Linked DNA regions of Anser cygnoides: region 1 is linked to region 2. A link is a contact called in public Hi-C data. All regions are on one chromosome and are shown on one strand. The core of a region is the stretch at or near the end of the contact, and the rest is flanking DNA. Distances in the headings are between cores, read along the strand shown. Region 1 overlaps SH3BP5 (SH3 domain binding protein 5). Region 2 overlaps NOD1 (nucleotide binding oligomerization domain containing 1).

Region 1 (7,222 bases), core at 2,888-5,387, 210 kb after region 2:
ATGCTGTTCCAATGGAGCTGCCTTGGTAGCTCTTCTGGGTGTCTCATAGTAGTGTGAGGAAAGAGGAGGTAATGCTTCTGGTTTAGTGCAGGAAGGCGGGTGAATGGTGTGAAAGCAGCTTGCTCCCCAGGTGTCTAAATCACCCATGGAGGAATGGCTGTGCTCTGGATTCCTTTGTAAGGCTGGTGTGGTGGAGAGGCCAATGAGAGAGGGGCAGCAGTTCCCTCCTTGAACTGGGACTTACGTTTCTCAAACATCTTTCTTTTTTTCCTCAAACATCATTTTTTTCTTTGGGTGGTGGCCTCAGTGTTAGGGGAGGCCAAGCATGGGAGGGAGGGAGGTAGCACAAGCCTTGCCTGGAAAGCTATAGCTGGGGTGCTCTGGAGGGAAGGGAGACATGGACTTGCCTTGTGGGTAGTCAGAGAGCTCAACGTGGTAAAGAAATGGTAAGGAAAAGAAATGTAGAGGTGAGATGTGTGAAAATTAGGGCTTTGAAGGATGACATGTGGAGGCTGTGGGTTGTACTGGGTGGCCTAAGAAGTTGTATGTGTCCTTTCTCACCTTGTCCCCTGTAGACCTGAACCCTTTCTTCCCACTGGTTATTTCATTTTTGTTGCCGAACACATCACTTAGGGAAACTGTGTCAATGTGACGTTAGTCCACTTGTGCAATGTGGAGTTCCCATTGCTGTGAGCCCCAGGGGCATTTCCAGTATATTCATCCTCCTTGCATGATGTGTGGCTGGCTGTGGGACCAGGCACCCATCTGAAGAGGAAGTAAGCCAAGCAAGGGAATCTGACATCTGTCATATTATTTATTATTATTATTATTACTACTGAGAGCAAGGAGTCACTTCCTGGACCTCCACCAGAGAACCCACTGTATTTCATAAACTTTATTTCTAAAGCAGGATGCACTTCAGGTTAAGTAAATAAAGTGTTTTGCCACACTCCTAACTGGTTGGAATGCCTCTTGTGCCCTCTTTTTCTGTTTGTTCAGTTGTGATTGAAACCCTGTGAGTACCTGTGTTTGGGTGTATATGGCGCAGTCTTTCACTGCTGCTGGGTGACACTTGTGCTTGGTGTGTTCAGTTTGCTTCACCTGAATGCTTAAAACCTGCAAACTGTATTTACGGTTCTGTAGCATTTTCCTTCGTGTCAAAGTTGTGATTATCTCCGAGGAAGCAGGGGGATCAGGGGGACTTAACCTGGGTCAAGCACCTGGGTTTCTCCCAGCTGATTTATTAGTGCCATTATTTATTTACTTTAAGACTTAAGTTTTACGGTTATGTTCTGCCTCTGTTGGCTGCTTGAGCATTGTGGTGTTCGAATGTCTCAAACAGTGCCCTTAAACTGCTGAGACAGTAGCAGATGCTGCCTGGTAGGATTTGGAAGGTTATACCGAAGATCAGGTCTGTGAAGGAACGTTCCCAAAAGCATTTGTCTTCCCTTCAGCCCTGCTAATGCAGGATAGTAGGTCACAGGGACGGGCAGCTTTCTGACATCTTAATCCCAAGCAGCTGGAAATCTGGCCTGTGTTTGGGAACATTAGCAGCTGCTACTTCACAAACCAACTAAAAAAACCCTCCACAAATACTTACCTGATTCATATTGCTGTTACTTATATTTCCTACAGACTAGATGGCACCTGTAGCAAACCCATCTTGAAATAACATGTTCTTACCACCTTTGGAAAGTATGAACTAATGTTTAGCCACTCCATTGAAATACCTGCATTGATTAATTCTGTGCACGTACAAGTCCCCTCTAAAGTTAGACCTCCTGCATCTGTCTTTACTTTCTATGCCTCAGTGAGGAGGTCTAGTTATTTTCTGGGTTGATATTTATACATCCCACATCTTTGCTTTATGTGAGCATACTGTTCTGTTGATAGATGACTAATTTGTATAAGCTGCTGATGCAAAAACTGTGATTGGTTTTATCATCATTAATAGAAGACGTGCCTTGGAGGGCTCCATTATTTAAATGTGTTAGTTGTGCATTGTAAATTAGTCTCTTTCTCCTTCTGCTTTTCTTTCCAGAAGTAGAAGAAAATGCTGATTATCATCAAAGCATATTGAAGAGCTTCTCCAGAAGAGATATTTATTTACTTTTTCCAACACCCCCCCCCCCCCCCCCCCAAATCCTTAGCTATTCTGGATGGCAGCAATACAAAGCCAGCTAGCTGTTCAACCTCCTCTTCAGTAATTGCTGATGATACAATGAGCTAATTATTTTCCTGCTCTTTAAGAATGCTTTTTCTTGCATTTTTCCATTGTGAAATATTGCAAGTATTGTGCAAGTAGGTCTGGGGTATTGGAATGCTGGGGTGTGTAAGCTGGCGTGGAAATGTCCTCCCTTCTTTGGAGTAGCAGGGAGGGAGCTAGGGCAGGAAAGATTTGTTTCTCTGTCACATACCTGCTGCTTTCAGCAGGAAGAAGCAATACAGGCGATCTGACTTCCAAGCTTAGCCACAGACATGATGGCAAACGCTGGAACTGGCGGGAAGGTGTAAGTAGCTCTCCTCAAAAGGTGCTGGGATGTGAAAACAGAGGTGTATCCCTTTTTCCTCTGCTGCTGTCTGAGGATTTGATTAACGTTATTTTGCATCCTCTTCAGTCCAGAAAACCTGAAGAGTTTAAGATAGTGGGTTCCTTTTCATAGCCACATCCTTTGCATTGCCATCCCCAGGACACAAATCTACAGCGTTTGAAAAACTGGTAATTTAAAGGAATGATTCTCTTGCGTTGTTCTCTCTCAACTTTTCCCCTCCCAGTCTCTTCTGGCCGTTACAATCTCTTGAAATATCCATTAGTAAGCCACAGACATGCTCGTCTGTTAAAAATAGTAGCCAACATTTGAGACTGGGTGACATGAGGTCAGGGTAGTATACTATGTACCTGTTTTGTTTGGTAACAGCTCAGCGATGAGTGTTGGAAGGCAGCGCGAGTCTTGCAACTTCTGGGAAGTTGTTCAACCACCCCAATCTTTAGTCTATACAGTGGTCTAAATAGGTGGGAGTTCACTGTGTGATGATAAACGCTCATGCTACAGGCTGCTGCCAAAACAAATCTAATGTGGATGTTGGTTACTGCCTTCTGGGGGTGTTTCATTATGAGTTCTAGTAAAACAGTAAGAATTTATGAACTTTTGTCTGTTCTTGCTGAAAAAAAGATTATTGGAAGAGTCCAGTTTCTCTATAGCACGTGTGAGAATGGCTCTGAATTGACTCAGTTTCTGTAAGAAAAATCTCTTAATTGTGGCAAACTTGCAGTCGTTCTGTTAGAAGATAAATGTCACTGGTAAGGTGTGGAAGAAATGGCCATCTTCTTTAGCAGTGTCTGCTTCTGATGTTCCTTTTCCACTTAGTAAAGGGTGCTGATGGCTTGTTCTTCTTACAGGAGGATTTTATTGCTGTGAAGGGGAAATGAAATTCTGTCCCTGATACTACCTAGACTTTCTCCTTCAAGTAATGATCTTAGCCCTTCGTGTGTCCAGGTCACCATTCACAACTTTTTCCTTTAAGCTAAGCAAGCCTGATAATCACATCTGTTATGGAGATGTAATTCCACTAGGAGAAATGCTGGAGGGTCAGTAGATGAATTATCTTTGACAGGTCCCTTAGGAATAGTCCATGGACTCCTCAGGAGTTGTCTGAGCATCTTGTACATCTGTCAGAGGTGCACAAGGTCAGCCGGGGCCTTTCTGCTAGAGAGTGTCCCTGCTGTTGAGGATGGGCTGTTGCTGATGGGTGTGAGGCTTTCTAGGGACGGGAGAAAAAGTCCAGAACACCCCATTGCCCAGGTGAAAATCCTGTCCATGTGTCTTCTCACTGCACACTTAGTGTCTGTGCATGCACAAGGTGTGCAGTCAGAAGCAGGCTGCCAACCTTTTGCCCGCCCTCTGGAAAGTTCTGCGAGCAAACATTTGCTGCTTTGGAGGCAATGAGGTGAGACAACGATCCAGTGTTTCTCCTGCATATTTCTGCTGTGCCCACTAAGCATTTATTATCTTGGTTAATTAGCAAGATCCATTAGGGCAGGCGGTGTAAATCTAGCAGCGTGTATTTGTGGGAGTTTGTTCCTTGCTTCTATATTTAATTTCAGCTGAGAAGGCTGCTGCCAGGTGCAGATGAGCATGCAGAGCGTCTGTAAACCTAGAAACCAGCTGTAAGCCCTGGACTCACTGAGTCACTGCCTAACCCTCCTCCCAACACTCAGCTGCGTTCTGAGGGCTTGTCTTGATATTTTTCTTAATAAGGTGATTATACCTTGGAGAGAAAAACCTGGATGTGTTCTATGATCCCTCCTTCCAGCAGGCAGCAGCTTTGTAATTTTGTACAACTAGCAGGCAGATGGCAACGAGTGCCCAAGAAAGCTGTGTCTGGTGGTGTTAGCATGAACAATTTGGCATATTCTGGTGCTGTAGACTAGTTAATTAGGCTGGGTAACTCCAGACACACCAGCAACTTGCAACAACCTCTTGAAAAAAGGATGGAAGGCCAAAAGGCTTGGTATTGTATACTTAGGTATTTTCTTTCTTGTTTCTTTCCATAGCTCCCAAAGAAGGGAGGTAGGATTCCCTCTTTGAGGACGTCTGCCTGCCTGCTGGTAACAGAACAGTTAATGAAGTGAGCTGCTGGTGACGCCCTGAGCCTTTTATCTCTTGGAATAATATGGCTTGTGAGCCTGTCTTAGGGGAGCTACGCACATCACCTAACTTTAGCAACATGCCTCGTAGGTCTGCTCTTATCTCCTGGGCCTTTTTGTAGTCCAGGTTTACCAGGAAAACAAACTGACTCAACCAGAAGTCAGGTTGTGTAACAATTAAGCTGTTAGAAGAAGAGAGGTAGATGCATGAACAGCACCAGAAAGCCTAGCACAAGAAAAAGACACCTAATCGAAAGCAGAAACTACGAGACATCTGGTCATTGTATTCCACAGGCATTTCATTGGCTATGCAGCAGGAAGGAAATGGTTTGTGCTTCAAAAAGCTTTAGTGAGACTTATTTTTCCCCCTCCCCTTGCCTCTTCCCTTCCTCCACACGAATAAAAATCTTCAAACCTATTCTTAAAAAAGTAAATTCTAACCCGTGTGGTTTCATAGCTTTTCGATAATCAGCTTAAAGAATACAAGGGTGTTTCAGACTCTTGAGAGACTGCATTTTCTGTCAGTAATGCAGACAATCATCACAGATTAGTATATATCACAAAAAGCCTCAGATCTGCCAAAATGAGGTCACTCCAGAGGCTTTGTATTTCTATAAGTTGTTTATAAGCATCTGTACATAGCCTACAGCAAGAAGGGGTTTCTGTCTTTTGACAAACTCACAGTTCTGGTTTGGCTTGGGGTTTTTAGTCTGTAGGGAGAGGGGAAAGGAAGGTCATGGTCTTTTTTTTAAAGTGCCCCAGCCCCGTCACTATTCCAATTATTCTAGAAATTGTATGCGTGGGTCTGAGAATCTAGGAAAACATTCAGCATCAGGGTCTTTTTTGTAACTGTGTTCTTTGTGTTGTTGATTTCCCACTGCTTGACAAAAAAAAAAAATGTGGTATTTGAGAGAAGTGCAGGTTGTACAGGACCTCTGGAGGTCATCTGATCCAACCTCCTGCTCAAAGCTGTACTGTCACTGTCGCTGGATTACATCAGCCGTGGCTGTGCCAAGTTTAGAAAACCTCCAGAGACAAAGATTTACAGCCTCTCTGGGTAACCTGTCTGAGGGTCACCCTGTCCCTCTTGTAGAAAAGAACTTTTTTCAGTGTGCAACCTGAACCTCCAAGCCGTGGCTGTTGCTTCATGTTATACTGCTGCTGCTGCTGAGAAGCATTCATTCGACTCAACAATCTTGGCAGCTCCTCTTCAAATTTTAGCTGGCAGCTAATCTGATCACTCCTTAGTTTAGTCTAGCAAGGGAGAGGCCAGCCCCTATCCCTCAGCACTCCTTGCAGGAGCTGTTACAGCCTCTGACCGTTCTGATAGATCTTCACTGGACCCTGAACAGTGTCTTGACATCTCTCTTGAACAGAGGGCCCCAAAACTGGATGTTCCCCAAAACTGGATGTTCCACACTATTCAATGTGGAACCTCCACACTGAGTAGGGGGCAGTCGTAACTTCCCATGATCTGACAGCTTCAGCTGTCAGTCCTTGTAACATAGCTGAGGACATGGTTTGCTGTACTTGCAAAGAGAGCACAGTCAGCTTTTTCAGCCTGGCACCCACTGTAATGTGCAGGTCCCTTTTTGGCTGGGCTGAACTTCCTATCTGCGCTAGCCATGGGGTTTTTCTGCCCCAGGTGCAAGACTCATCACTTCTCTTTGTTGAGCCTCATGAGGTTTGTTTTGTCCTGGTTGAGTTTCACAAGGTCCCACCAGGTTCAGGCTCTGCCATTTGTCCTTTCCACCACCACCTCCAATTTCTCATCACGCGCAGATTTGCTGGGGGTGCAGCTGTGCTGGTATTGAGGTTGGTGTTGGGATGCCAAGCACGTTGATGTTTGGGCTGCTCTGCTTGTTACAGGAAAATGGGGGCCAAACAGCAGCACTCGGTGGCTACTTACTCTGCTGCAGTGAGAGCTTGTGCCTTCACCTTGTAGGTTTCTGAATTATTGAACCCACTGCAGTAGTGAGCAAGCCAGGTGATGCCAAAGTAGGGGAGGAGTGATCCTGGTGTCTTCGTCCCTGAGAGAAGCTTGTGCAGAACACGGCAGCACAGCCACCAGGGTAAGAGTGATCCCCGAAGGCGCAGGTTGTGCTACTAAAACAGGGTCTGGCAACTCTGGTAGGCAATTGATGGACGAAAGTTCCTGTTTTAAAGCATGTTGTACTTTACACAGCGAATTATCCATGGGATATCATTAAATTAATGAGAGCAAGCCAGAATGGAAACATCTGAAACTTACTTGCTGCTGAAGAGCATGACTGGAAGCCAGTTAAGTCATTATCTGTTTTGTAGTAAGCAAGTAAGTTTTGCTGGTGGCAATTAAGCTATTGTTTTAAAGAGTAATGAATGAGAGAGACATTGGTTTCACATTTACAGACAGAGCCTTATAGAGCAAAGACTTTAGGCCAGCGCGTGGCTTGCTGCTGCCTTGTTCTGAGCAGATAATGTTCCCTTCATGCTCCAGCTTATAATCATTTCATAGAAGAAATTTGTCATGTCTTTTATTGGTAAAGCACAGAAATGCTGAAATAAAGCAGTTGTCATGATCTTGGCAGCGAGTGA
Region 2 (6,669 bases), core at 2,989-5,488:
TTGAGGCTGTTCCCAAGCGCGCACCCTTGGGAAGCTCACAGCTCACACAGCATCGCCGAGTTTTGATTTCTGCTCCAAAACCTTGGAAAAACAGAAGATGGGCACAATCACTGCCTCTCTTTCACATCCCTTTTATTTTCCCTCTCCAACAGTTTGAACGGGAACCTGATAAGCCAAGAAGAAGCCAAAGCTTTTGAAAATGAAGAGCGGATCATTTGCTTCTGAGTGAGGACTTTGCCATTTTGACAAGGTTCGTGTTACAAAGACTGCTCCTAAACTCAGACTACAGAGTTTATAAAGGCATAAACCAGCAGTACTCGTGGCAGGAGAGAGAGACGTGATTAGCTGTGTTTTTATGAGCAAGCTGCCCTCCCTCGGCTCCATCCCTTACCCTGCTCGCTATTCTTAATCCTTTCGGTGAGTGGGAAGTTGCCTTGGTAAATAATTCATGTCTGTATGGTGCTTTGAAGATGAAACGCAAAGTGCTAACAGACCAAATCCAGGAGCAGGTATATGGATTTGGGTAACTGAGTTTAGATTTATTCTGTACACTGATGTAAATAATCTCTAACTTATTTATACACACGCGTACACGAGAAGGGGTGCAAGATGCCCGGACTCCACAAGCTCACAGTATTATCTGCTTCATAACTGAAAACGATGGTCTTACTGGAAACAGAAACTGGCTGTAACAGTTGCATGGAACCGATGCTATCAGCGTGAATCCTTTTCTCCTGCCTAGAAATGAGGCCTTCATTTTCCCACTGGAAAACAGTAGTTGTAGGCACCATATTTTCTTTTTTTTTTTTTTGATAAATGGATACGTGAGATTCAGATTACCTTCAATAATCTTTTTTTTTTCCCTATTGAAACCAATACATGTTCTTTTACACAAGCAGAAAACCTTACTACCATCACTGTAGAATCATAACACTGGCAGTGAAACACTTTTGCTTAAAATTTCCTGAGGGCTGCATAGAAACTGCCGCCTCCTGCTTTCACAGTATTTGTTCTGGGGAGAGGGTCTGGAGATAAATGTGAAAAATTAATTAGCAGGCTGTTCATTGCCTTGGCTCTTGGCCTAGACACTGTGCTGGTGGCAATACACCAATATGAAGTTGCCTAGCTTCAGGGGGGGAGAAAGGACAATTGAAAATCAATTGCGTCAAGTGGAAATCCCTTCTCCCAGCAACATGTAAGCACAAAAAAGCACTGAGATTTGCTTGGAAACCTTTTATCCTATGCGTCAACTAGTGCTAAGCACAAGGCAAGGTGCACATAGCAATGATAAGGACCAGCAAGAAAACACTATCCCCTTCCAAAGTAATTATCATTTAGAGAATGTTACTTTAGAAAGCCTTAAAAGAAACCAGTTTACAGAGGAGCAGGGTGCTTGATATTTATTTTTTGGTGCATATTAGGCATTCTTCATAAGGGGAAATCTCAAATTCTACCTTACACTGCTTACAAAGAGCCGAAAATGGAAAAGCACAATCCAGCTTCCTTCCTTCTGCCATGCTGTTGTCCCCCTAAAACTTTGAGAAATGATTCTGCAGTTGCTGACTAAGCCACAAAACTTCTTGACTAACCAAAAATAGGCTTTCTCTGTAGGTTTTCTCCTTTTCCTGCTTGGTAGCAGACCTTTACCAGTCCTCAGTTCTGTCTGCTCTTTCCAGCTCCCTAACATTTTACAATACTCATAAAGCTTTTCACAAAATAAGCAGTTTAAAGAAAAAAAAAAGATTAAAAACAACCTAGTAATTATTTTTCAGTGACTTTTCCTCCCTGCCCATGCTATCAGCACTGATTTTTTTTTAGAGGGAGGCAGGCAGATGAAGCTTTCAGACTCTGCCAGAGGAAAGTCAGTGAATGATTTCCGCACCTGAGCCATTTGTTTACTGAAGCAAAAGGGCACAGTTACATATGAGCTGGATTTCAGTTGCAAAAACATCTGCCAAAACAAGGCCTTTAAAGCCTTCTCGGTCACTTCAACAAATCAGACACCTGTGCGCCTCGTCAAAATCTTGTTCATGGTTTATCTTACGAAGGGAGGAGACACCGGGGCGAGAAGGGCCTTCCCCAGAGCTGTCACTTGCCTGTGTTGGCAGAGTGCTCCCAGTTTGCTCTAATCATTGAATTATTTGCTTGTTTCCCGTGCCAGTCACACCCCCTTGGTTTCAGGGAAGATTTCAGGTTGCAAGAGTTCTTCTGGGCTGGCCCAAAGGTCTGGGTCCAGCTGAGTCTGGCTCTGACAACTGAGAGGTTTCCCACCACCCTGCTCCCAAGTCGCATCACAGCTCTGGGATGCTGGGGCTGGCGAAACTGCTCGGGGGCTGCTTGAGTGTCCTCCTTTGTTGGCACAGCACTTGGGTCTGCATTTCTTTCTTTGTAGTCTTACCAGACTACTTGCAGGGAGCTTCTGATCAACACCTTTGCGGTTTGCAGCGAGAGCCATGTTTACTGGAACACAGACACAACTGTAACTTTTTTAAGACTTGCTTGTAATTTGTGAAGACGTTCTCTGTATGCAGCATTATGTTTTTTCTACTTGTCTGCTGTGATAATAAACAGCTTTTTAAAGAACTCCAACAGGCTGCCTGCAAGTTCTTTGGCTTTGCTGAAGCAGTGTCAAGCAGACACTTGGCTAGCTCAAGACAGAAACGTGACAGCCTAATTCTGGCTGCCGAAGCCAGCGAAGAGCTGTCACAGCTGGAGAAGGGTGCTCACAAGGGACCGCTGAGGCAGCGAGTGCAGCCCGGTCACAGCACTGAAGGAAACCTCGAGCGACTCAGGGGTACGTACAGCAGCTCTGCTGCCAGGCCTGCTGCAGGAGCACGCTGTGCTCCACGCACTGCTGGGGTGAACTCCTGCTGGTGGGAGCGTGCACCACGCGTGTTTGGCCGGTGCGAGCGGCGTGCAAGCACTGGCAGTGATGGGATAACACAGCAGCCCTTGAGAGATCCGTTGCAACGCCGTGGTTTCACACTCTGGTCACACACCGCCAGCGCTTTGGGAAAGGATGAGTCGCTGAGAGTTTCGTGTGCTAGCTGGGTGCTAGAACTGTGTCTCCAGCCATCAGAAGCCATGCTGAGATGGCTCCCATCGCCCTGGCACTGTGCTTGCACGCCAGGTGTTGTGGTGGCTGGTCCCTGAGCACACACGAGGGTTTGCTGTGTGCTGGCAGCACAGGGCTGCAGAGCGTGTGGGGGGGGCCCTGGCAGCCCAGCAGAGCTGCTCGCTTGCTCGGCCATGCGTGGAGCCACGGACTTCTCAACTGATAAAAACAGTTCTTAGAAGCAAAAAGCGGCAGCTGCGCATGAAAGAGTTGAGTCTTGCTTCAGAAGGTAGAAACAGAATACCAGGACCGAGCTGGAAGAAAACGGAGGCCAGGCTGGGAGCTGCCTTGTGCACTCCGGGACTCAGATGTGCCACACAGCAGAGCCCTCACACACAGCCCTTCCTGCCAGCCCCTAGGGGCCTGAAGGCGAACAGAGGGATGGTTTTTGTGCGAGCTGAGCACCACCGGCCAGCTGTGTGCAGTGCAGATGAGCCTGGAGTCAGGCATCTTCATGGAGAACGGTGCCCACAATGTGGCCACTTCCATCAGCGCAGAGGAGTGACCGCAGCCGGGACCAAACCAGCCCTTGCACAGAGCCTGTCCCTCTCTGCGGGCTGGCTCTTGTGGAGAAGAGCACCAGAGCTCAAGCCCTAGCAAACCCTTTGCAAACAACTAAATTACGCCCCGCCGCTTGCGTCCTGGGCTTCAGCCTGCACACAGGAGGCAGCAACTTAATCAGCTGCGAAAGCCTCGTGAGCCGCAGACTTGGAGCTCGTGGACTGGCACAAATGAAGCCGTCAAGTGTTCATGCCCCCGCTACCTGCCAGCCTCTTTAATCCTGAATTTAGCAGATGTGAATCCTGGCACGGGTGACTTGAGCTTTCCTTCTAACAAGCCACCGGTCCGCTGGGGCAGAGGAGGAGACCCCACTGCAGCATGGCCCCGTGGTGGGACTTTCTGGTCGGCGACGGAGCCAGTCCGGGGCAGACAGAGACTTTGTTCCTTTCCTTTTCCTAGCATTTGAAGCCTGCTTAAAGAATCAGCGAGGAAGGGAGGGGAGGAGACAAATGTCTTGGTTAAAATTTAAACGCATGTTCAGACAAAGAAATCTGTAGCCAGGGTGAAAAGGAAAAGCAGGGCAGGAGCCTGACACAGAGCGTGACTCAAAATGCAGGGGGCTGAGCCCGGAGAGGCACCAAGCACCTGCAGCTCCCACCGCGCTCAGCTGAGGGCCCTTCCCCGGGCTTTTAACGTCTGCCTCCCCTATTCTCTCGCCTTTACGAGGAGTGAGTCATCTTGCGTCAACCGACGATGGGCTTCATACAATTATTTATTTATGTCAAACCCTCCTCCCTGCCCCCACGCGTCCCTGATCTCATCCCCCTCAGAAAACAGACGCTTTATTAAGCGAGGCCTGGAAAACCCTGTCCCGCTCAGCTTCTGCGAGGGCTGCCCGTTGTCCGGGCGTGAGCAGGGTCCTGCTGCGGACGTGGGCACCTTTCTGGACGTGGGCACCTCTCCCCCCAAGGGGGCACAGGGCCAGGTCCGTGACCGAGCTGCTGGAGGAGCACGCGGGGCTCCAGCCTGCACCCGCTTGGGCACGGACATGGCTCCTCACGGGTAGTGCTGGAAGGAGCACGAGGCCCTTCAGCTCAGGGCACTGAGAACCCCAGGGGAGAGAAAACATCCCTGTTTAGCTGCAGCTGCTGAAGGAGACCCTCCCTGCTCCCTCCTTGCTCCTTGGCCACGAGTTTTGCTCCCCTTGCTGCTTCAAGGGACACCACATCCAGAAGCAAATGCTGGCCATGCCCGTGTCAGGCCCCGCACACACACAGTGGCTCACAGCAGAGCCGTGAGGTGAACGCGATACCAACTGGCTCCACAGATCTATGTTTCACACTCCAAATCCCGCACCTACTGAAACGGACTCATTTCCAGCGGATTTTCCTGACGCGAGGCCAAGCCCGGCGCTAACTAATTAGCGACTGCTCCCATAATACAGCTCCCATTTCACATGCCCAAGACAGAGGAGGAAAACGTATGAATTACTGGCAGTGAAGGAGAATTCAGGCTTCCCAGAAGGCAATCAGGAGAAAAAAAAAAAAGAAAGTTACACTAGGAAGAGATAGGAACATGTTCCTTAGTAACTACATCCAACTGTCTTGCTGCGGACTCAATTCACGCATTAAACCCCTCATCTCCCAAGGAGAGAGCTGCAAGCGTTGTAAACTCTTGCCAGGCTTTAACAAGGGGCTGAGCGACCCCAGCCGCTCCAGAAGGATGCTCTCACAGGCAGAGCAAAGCGAGGAAGGACAGCCAGCCTCGGAAACATCTTGCCACCATGCTGATGGCCCGGCTGGGAGCAGCACCCGCTGGGTTGAGCTGACACGCGGCCATATGAAGGTGCTTCCTGCCTGCAGGGCAAACTCCTTTCGTTTTCACCACCCACGCATGTAACGCGCTCCGGTTCTGCTCAGAGCACCCACAGCTCGTTCCCTGACTGGGACTGGGGGGGAATCCAACGCCTCCCCCAGCAGCTCCTCTGCCTCGGGCTCGCTGCTTTCCAGCGGGGGCCACGGGTCCCCGGAGACGTGGAGTAATGACGGGGTCGGGCCTTCAGCGCCCACAGCTGCCCACCCCACTGCACGCAGCGCCGGAGGCAACGCCGACGAGTTGGGTAGCTGCGGTCCCCTTTGGAGGCAATGAAAAAAAAGAGGGGGAGCAGTTTCGTGTGTGCTTTGTGTTGGTTTTGAGTTGTGTTGTTTTTTAAGCTGCCCACATGAATTTTCCATCTCCAGACCTGGCTGGTCTTGAAGGCCTCCATGTCTGCGAAGAATTGCTGCAGGAGACATCAACCGGCAGGCCGCCAGCTCTGAGCTAGCAGGATGAGGGCCTGCCGTGCAGCAGGCCCCACGAGGGGCAGAGGGGCTCTGACAGCCTTAAGGCTGGCCCCGGGGGTCGAGATCCCCACCTGCAGGGCCTCAGACAGACAGGAGGGCCCGCTGCCCTTCGAGCTGGGTCTACACGTTTCTCTTCCTCCATTTTCGGTTTGGCCTGTAGCACAGACACATGGCAGCTCTGCTCCACCACGGCAGTGCCTCATCCAATACTTTACAACCAAAATCACCTGAAAGTGTGAAGAAAACTGTGCTTCAAAAGATTTATTACATATATTTGTACATATTTTACATGAATGGAATGTTAACATACAACCTAAAAATCAATAAAAAAATATTTTCATTCATGATTATGTACTGGCAGACCATTGAAAAGAGTACCTCAGAACAACTTAAGTCAACTTGCAATCATACTGCTCAATTAAAAAAAAAAAAATACAAACACGTTTTACATTAGACATTGCAAATTACATTCCGATTTCTGCTCAGGGTAATGAAGGAAGACATCTTGTCCATTACCACTGCACGTACGTGTGGCATCCCAGGAGCTAGCACCGCGCTCTGTGGGCAGGGTTAGCTCTGTGGGGAGAGGCGTAGGGAAGGGGGAACACAGACTGCACTCTCTAGCAGCAGGTACGCCTGCCAAATGGTAAGGGAGAGCTAGAATGAGACTCTCAGTCAAGTAAGAAGGTGAATGCTGGATCACCGCAGCTT

Evidence for each region. Hi-C and Micro-C count contacts between places; a contact is called where the count stands out from the background.
Region 1: a Hi-C map of liver shows a contact between it and region 2, with 2.4 times the contacts expected there. The contact joins two enhancer-like sites. A contact is called at or near these places in 2 of 7 Hi-C or Micro-C datasets (both in liver).

The regions. Positions count from the first base shown.
Region 1 is chr2:45,241,869-45,249,090 of Taihu_goose_T2T_genome, forward strand. All of the region lies in intron 3 of SH3BP5 (SH3 domain binding protein 5), which reads left to right. Among named protein-coding and RNA genes, the nearest start is that of SH3BP5, 22 kb to the left of the region's middle. Within about 2 kb of position 4,138, at least 2 of the 3 cell types and tissues checked have open chromatin away from gene starts, as enhancers often do. A contact at or near this core is called in liver, where this site is marked.
Region 2 is chr2:45,027,488-45,034,156 of Taihu_goose_T2T_genome, forward strand. NOD1 (nucleotide binding oligomerization domain containing 1) reads left to right here. Exons shown (of 11, transcript XM_048078005.2): 11 at 153-2,589. The coding sequence ends at 225. It overlaps ZNRF2 (zinc and ring finger 2), which reads right to left. Exons shown (of 5, transcript XM_048077988.2): 5 at 6,205-6,669. Among named protein-coding and RNA genes, the nearest start is that of NOD1, 29 kb to the left of the region's middle. Within about 2 kb of position 4,239, at least 3 of the 3 cell types and tissues checked have open chromatin away from gene starts, as enhancers often do. A contact at or near this core is called in liver, where this site is marked.